Linked DNA regions of Sus scrofa: region 2 is linked to region 1. A link is a contact called in public promoter capture Hi-C data. All regions are on one chromosome and are shown on one strand. The core of a region is the stretch at or near the end of the contact, and the rest is flanking DNA. Distances in the headings are between cores, read along the strand shown. Region 1 holds the start of ELK1 (ETS domain-containing protein Elk-1). Region 2 holds the start of PQBP1 (polyglutamine binding protein 1).

Evidence for each region. Promoter capture Hi-C pulls out the DNA fragments that hold promoters and counts their contacts.
Region 2: a promoter capture Hi-C map of liver shows a contact between it and region 1, with 9 times the contacts expected there. The contact joins the promoter of PQBP1 here to the promoter of ELK1 in region 1. A contact is called at or near these places in 2 of 5 promoter capture datasets (fetal liver and liver) and 1 of 2 datasets of contacts at active chromatin or transcription factors (alveolar macrophages).

What each region holds. Positions count from the first base shown.
Region 1 is chrX:42,173,610-42,177,180 of Sscrofa11.1, forward strand. It overlaps ELK1 (ETS domain-containing protein Elk-1), which reads right to left and starts at 1,355. Exons shown (of 6, transcript XM_013990888.2): 1 at 1,157-1,355. UXT (protein UXT) reads right to left here. Exons shown (of 7, transcript XM_003135055.5): 6 at 2,842-2,905; 7 at 2,533-2,628. The coding sequence ends at 2,578.
Region 2 is chrX:42,975,374-42,978,615 of Sscrofa11.1, forward strand. It overlaps PQBP1 (polyglutamine binding protein 1), which reads left to right and starts at 1,273. Exons shown (of 6, transcript NM_001246668.1): 1 at 1,273-1,358. The coding sequence starts at 1,292. TIMM17B (mitochondrial import inner membrane translocase subunit Tim17-B) reads right to left here and starts at 914. Exons shown (of 6, transcript XM_003360308.4): 1 at 500-914. The coding sequence starts at 672.

The DNA.
Region 1 (3,571 bases), core at 105-2,604:
GGATGTTTTAATGGTTAACAGTGTGTAAGAGGGGGGTGTGTTCTAGAGTAAAAAAAGACCTCGGTTCAACAAGCACACAGGCTGATCCACTACTAAGAAGGAGGGAGAGTGGCAGGGAAGGCCACAGACTGACCCACCCCAAGGGCCAACCCTCCTGGAGGGACTGCATAGCACTGGACTCACACGAGGGTGTACCCAACGGGTGTAAAGGCAAGCACATGGGTGGCAGGAAGTCCAATAAACAGATCCACTGCAAAGGGGTGGGTGGGTGGGTGTGTGTGTGTGTGTATGTGTGTGTGTAAAGGCTCATCTTATTTACTAGGGGCAAGGAGAGCAGAGAAACACACTGATTCCTGCACGATAATGGAAGAGAGAAAAACCATCACACAGACTGATTATAAGGAGAAGGGGACAAGGCCAGGGACTGGGCTACTGAAATGGGGAGATATAAAGGTCTAAACTAACCCACTATTCAAAGCAAGGGAGAAGCCCAGGCACTGGAGTGACAGTCTACAAAAAAGGGAGGATAGGGTGATGGGCTGATATGCAGGGGGACATGAATACAAGCATGTAGACTGATCCACTGTAAAAATGGTGTGTGTGTGTGTGTGTGTGTGTGTGTGTGTTAAAGCCATGGATTGATGCACTGGGGGACTGGAGGCAGGAATACAAATTCACAGGTTAACTCCCTGTTAAGGGGGGGGGTACAACGCCACGGAGTGACTCACAAGGAAGAGTAGGGATGGGAAAAACAAGGCCACAGACGGGGGCCGCTGAAACTTGAGGACCTGAGAAATACAAACACTCAGACGGACCTACTGTCAAAGAGTTAGACGCTGCCAGAGAACGGCACCCTCCAAGCCGGGGTTGGGGGGCAAGACCACGGACGAGTCTACTGTAAGGGGGGGTGGGGAGAAATACAAGCACTAAGACCGATCCATTTTAAAACAGGAAGGGGGGATTAGGCCACGGTCAGATCCACTACAAGGGGCGAAGGGACGGGACGATGCCACAGGCAGGTCCACCAGCCGTGGCGGTGGCAGTGAGGAGCCGAACACCAGAAGGCCATGGGCCAAGCCACATCCCCCGGCGCGGGGGCGGGAAGGATACGTGGGGTCAGGGACCGGGCCCTCAACCCTCCAGGCCCCGGGCTCACCTGTGCGTAGCGCTGCGGTGGTGTTGGCAGCTCCGGGGGGCGGGGGCTCCATGCGCGGCCCCACCGCCCCCCAGGCCCGGGATCCGAGGCGGCGGTGGCGGCGGCGGTGGCGGCGGCGGCGGCGGCGGCAGCGGCGGCGGCGGCAGCACCTAGAAGCCGCCCCTGCGTTTCCCCACCGCTCACGTGGGCCCGTAAAGGAGGAGCTGAGCTTTCAGCCGCTCGCTGATTGGTCAAAGCGCCACGGATCGACCGCGCGGCTTCCAGGGTTGGGGAGGCGGACCCTGCCCCATAGGGCCTTGCTGGGATTGGCCCTAGGGGAACTGACGGAACGCAGCCGGCCTCCTGGGTTCCGAGGGGGCGTGCTCGGCCCCGCCGACGCTCACCGCTGATTGGCTCAGGAGAGACTGCTAGGCCGTGGGCGATTGACAAGGTTCCGGGGGTGCCTGCCTCGCAGTGATTGGCCTATATGAGATTGATGGAAGACGGCCAGCCTCCGAGGATAGAAGTGGTTAGGCTCTGCTTCCTGCTGATTGGCGGGCGATGGACGCCTAGACAGCTGCCAAAACACCAATGGGCGGTGCCGAACTCCACGCAGCCCAGCGGAAGCAGGACTTGTATAGAAGTACACAGGCTAGCAGCCCCGCTGGGAGGAGGTCTGACCAGGGATCTGCGGAGGCGGGCAGGCTAACTCTGTGGCGATTGGCTAGAAAAGACGAATTTAGAACGAAGCAGAGGAAGGAGGGCAGGACAGCTGCCAGACGTGCGAAGGAGTGTTGAGTGGTGGAAACGAAATGCCTACAAGGGCAGGGTCGAGCTGCAGCCAGTAATAAAGGGGTGGAACCTGGCTCTGTATCGATTGGCGGAAGCTGGATTCAGCCTAGAATGAGGACCGGACCAGGGAGGGCGGGCGAGATCGGCCCTGCGCCCATTGCTGGAGCTGTAACTATTTAGAAGCTGGGACAAGGCCAAGGTTGGGCCTAGACGGGCGTGGGTGTAATTTAAGTTACCTGAGGAACGATTGGAGTGTGGGAGAAGGGTAAACTTTAGGGCCAGGAGTGAAAGGTTGATTGCCTTAGGGAACAAACCGCCACCCTGAATCGGCCCGTTCTCTATGGTTAATTCAAGCAGTAGTGCACAGGAAAGGAAATAGAAAGAAGGGTCAGGTGGGGGCCCAGGTTGCCAAGGCGATGGTAGAGAGGGCAGAGCGGAAAGTCAGGTGGCACATTCTGCCAGGAAACAGGCTGGAGGCGGCACTTCAGTGGTGCTTTAAAGATTCTACACAGACTGGATCTCTGCGCCTCCCAGTAACATTGTGCTTTAGAAACGGCACTTTAGCCAACAGCAGAAGTTAATGGGGGAAAGAAGGGCCACGTGACTCAAAGACATTCAGGCTCTTTAATGTCAAGGGAGGTAGGAAGAAGTCAGTGGCGAGGCTCGGGGAAATTCTGCAGACCTTGTAGTTCTCTAAGCCCCTGAAAAAGAGAACAGAAGAGATTGAACGGAGACTGGGTCCAGGCCCCACCTCAGGCTTGCTTGGAACTCCCTTCCCTCAGAGCCAGCCTGGTTCCTGTCTGACTCATTTGGAGGGAAAGATGGCCCTTCCCATCTCTGGCTCTCTCCCTTCCTCAGGACACCACCCTAAATATTTGGAGATAGAGTCTGGGAGTGGGGTGAGCTGCTCTCACCTCTAGCAACATGTGGATATGGGCCTTGATATTCATGGAGTCCTTGGTGAGGCTGTCGCTGAGCCTGGAGAAAAGAAACGAGAAAGGGCGAGGTGGGCCCCACTTAGGATCCGTGAGGATGATGTGCCCTCACCGCTTCAAGAACCGCCTAAGTCCTGGATGACTTCCACACGGCAGGTGGTGGGACCCCTACTACCTGGCCTGCTCCTAGGCAGACATGCCTGGCCGCCATCTGCACTACACTGATTCCAAGACCTTTACTGAATGCCTACTCTATGCCAGGTTGTTTTAGGTACTGGGGAGATAGCAGCAGACATAGCAAACGAAAATCTCGGCCTCTTGGAGCTCAGATTCTCATTAAGGGGGACAGATGATGGAGTAAAATATGGAGTATGTCAGATGGTTAAAATTATAATGAAAAAAAAATTAAATGAGAGAGGATATGGGAGTACAGGAGTGGGGGCTGGAATTCGAATTAGGGTGCTTAGGGATGGCCTCACTGAGAAGCGTTTGAGTAGAGACTTAAAACAAAGAAGCGAGTCATGTGGACATATGGAGGATGTGTGTTCCAGGCACAAGGGGTGGAGAGTGCAAAGGCTCTGAGGTGGGCGCGTACCTGGCATGTCTGAGGCCCAGCGAAGAGGCCAGTGTGGCTGGAGAAGAAAAAGTGAAGTGGGGAGGTAGAGGAGGCGAGGTCACGGAGGTAAGTGGGGGAGATAGTTCGTGTAAA
Region 2 (3,242 bases), core at 23-2,522, 800 kb after region 1:
TCCAGCCACGCTCTTCCCTTTCTTCACCTTGCACGAGGGAGGAAAAACCTAGCTGCAGACCGTGGGGACGATCCGACACCCCCTCCTTGCCCACAGTGGGCTCACCCAAGCCCCGCCTCCATTCACCAAAGGGACCTGGGAAAAACCACGCGCGGTAACCCTGGGGATTTCCGCCTAGCAACACACCACCCCCCGGCTGGAATGGATTCGACCAACGTGTCTCTTTCCGTTAACAAGAGGGACCGGGGACAAGAGTCAAGGGAAACGTGGAGTGGTTCGTCCTGCACCGCACCAGCTCCTTCAAGCACACAGTTGTGGCCCCTCTTAACGGAGCCCAAGTAAGGAAACAAGTGGACGGGAGCGGAAGGAGACAACAAACGTTTAAAAGTCTCCCGAGTCTGGGACGTGGCGCTGTGTAGCCAGCGCCTCCCCCGCCCGCCTCCCACCGCTGGCCGTGGCGCCGCAGCAAGAGTCCCGAGGCCTGTGCCCCTCGCCGTACCAAGGCTCCCGAGCGTACTCCTCCATGGCGCCGGCGTCCGGCCGCGCAGTCTGGCTAAATCCCGGCCGGGCCACACCCCCACTGTAAACGCACACAGGCGCCCGAGCTTTCCACCTATTCCAAGGTAATGATTGGGTCCTTTCGCCAGACGTCAGGCCAAGGCGCACTCTCATTGGCCAGTTAGGTTTCCGTCATCTGTTCTCTGCAGCCCGAGCGTCGCCCAGTTACCTCTGGCTCAGGGAGAGAGGGCCTCATTCTTTCCCTCAGGAGAAAAAGAGTCGTGGTCCTGGCGATCATAAAGGCGTCGAGAGAGAGGCCGACAGTCTGACAGCCTTCCGCAACCCGCGTGACTGTATTGGTAATGTCGGGGTGGGCGCATTTTTTGGAGCTAGAGGAAACCCTGCTCCCCCCACCCCTGCTCCTTGGTTCCTTCCACCCGGCAGTCTTTGGGGGACGTTGGGTGAGCCCATTTCTGGGGCGCGGGGGAGCGGCGCTTGGCCCCTTCGGCGATGGGTGGAGCCTAGGCCTGGGAGAGGAGGCCTGGGAGAGGAGTCCTGTCCCGGAGCACCCCGCCTGGAGAGGAGAGTTGGCGAGAATTTCGGTGATACTGCCGTTTATCCCTTCCACCTTTTAGCGGGTAGGTTCTGTTGCCCAGCTCCTGGTGCAGGTGGGTAGGTGGGAGTCTAGATGAGTGCATGTTGGGGAGAGGCGCTTGCTTACGAGCTCCAGATTCAAATCCTTATCTGAACTGCTTTCTCGTCTGTCCTTCCCTAGGTCTGTCTGCTACCCGCTATGCCGCTGCCCGTTGCGTTGCAGACCCGCTTGGCCAAGAGAGGCATCCTCAAACATCTCGAGCCCGGTGAGAGAGCTAAGAGCAGATGGGCCTACCATGTGCCAGGCTTGACAGGCACTTTGTTGTTGATATTGCCACTCGATCCCTAGTATGGGCCTACTATATACCAAGCAGTGGGCTGGCAGACATTTTGTTGTAAACAATACGTATTCCTGACGCCGATTCCTACCGCGTGCGCGCGGACGCCTACGGTGGGGGTGGGGCAGGGAATAGACATTTCAGCTTTAGTCGTACCTAATACTGACAGCTGATGCTTATCTTGGATCTTCATACGCCAGATTTAATCCAATCGATCCCTGGAAGAGTATCTAAGGATATTAATAGTAAACTGACATCTATTACAGCCTCTTTTGGACCAAATACAGTGGGAGGAGGCTGATATTTTGTTCTTTACCATACTAGTAGGTAACATTTTTTTCAGATCTACTGTAGAGCCAGGTACTGTTCAGGCGATATATACCGACTTGTTCACCAGTTCAATAACTGACATGTATTTCGGGTCTGCTTAAGTGGCTGGCATATGCATTATGGTTTACAGTATGTAAAATAATGGTAGGGGAGTTCCTGTCGTGGCGCAGTGGTTAACGAGTCCGACTAGGAACCATGAGGTTGCGGGTTCGATCCCTGGCCTTGCTCAGTGGATTAAGGATCCAGCGTTGCCGTGAGCTGTGGTGTAGGTCGCAGACGCGGCTCGGATCTGGCGTTGCTGTGGCTCTGGCGTAGGCTGGCAGCTCAGCTCCGATTGGACCCTTAGCCTGGGAACTTCCATATGCCGCGGGAGCGGCCCAAGAAAAGGCAAAAAAACAAAAAACAAAACAAGGATAATGATAGGATCTGTCATTTTGGCCTGCTGTGCTGCCGTTGCCAGTATTTATACCTTACTGTCATTACAGTAAAAGTTGGCATCTATTTTGGGCTAAGGTGTGGCCGTGTACTGGAAAACTCATTTTCACTTTATTGACAGGTGACATCTATTACAGGTTTGTTGTGTGCCAAGCATAGATCTTTGGTTAATAATACGGATAATGGTCATTGATATTTATTTTAAGCTTACTGAATACCGGGCCTTGTGCCCGTGGTACGTTTCTTACTAACAACACTAATGATTATAGCTGATGATCTATTTTGGACCTATTGTGTGACAGGCACTATGTTATTGCTGAAATAGACATTTCATTGTTAGCTGTATACACAGTTGAAACCTGTGATCGGCCAACTGAGGTCCAGGTACTCATGTACCTTTTTTAAAATGTTTGGTCTTTTTATGGCCACACCCACGGCATATGAAAGTTCCCGGGCTAGGGGTCGAATCAGATCTGTAGCCGCTGGCCTATGCCACAGCCACAGCAATGCCAGATCCGAGCTGCATCTGTGACTTACACCACAGCTCACAGCAGTGCCAGATTCTTAACCCACTGAGCAGGGCCAGGGATCAAACCTTCGTCCTCGTGGATGCTAGTCGGGTTCGTTATTGCTGAGCCACAATGGGAACCCCCACTCATACACCTTTTTTATTCTGTTGATAGTAACTGAAAACAGTTGCAGGTCTCAGGAGCTGAATATATTCAGAGCAGTGTTTGGATAAATGCCTTGCTCTCCAAACTTGCTACTCAATATACTAGAATCAGAAACTCCCTATTTGCCAAGCTGGAGAACTGAATGAATTTGGACGTTTTTAGATAAAACCTTTGCTGTTCAAACTAATTTTGTCCAAATAGGTTTGGATAGCGGGGAGTTTCCGTCATGGCTCAGTAGTTAACAAACCTAGTTAGTATCTATGAGGACGCGGGTTCAACCCCTGGCCTCACTCAGTGGGTTAAGGATCTGGCATTGCCATGAGCTTCAGTGTAGGTCTCAGGTGGGGCTTGGATCCTGTGTCGCTGTGGCTGT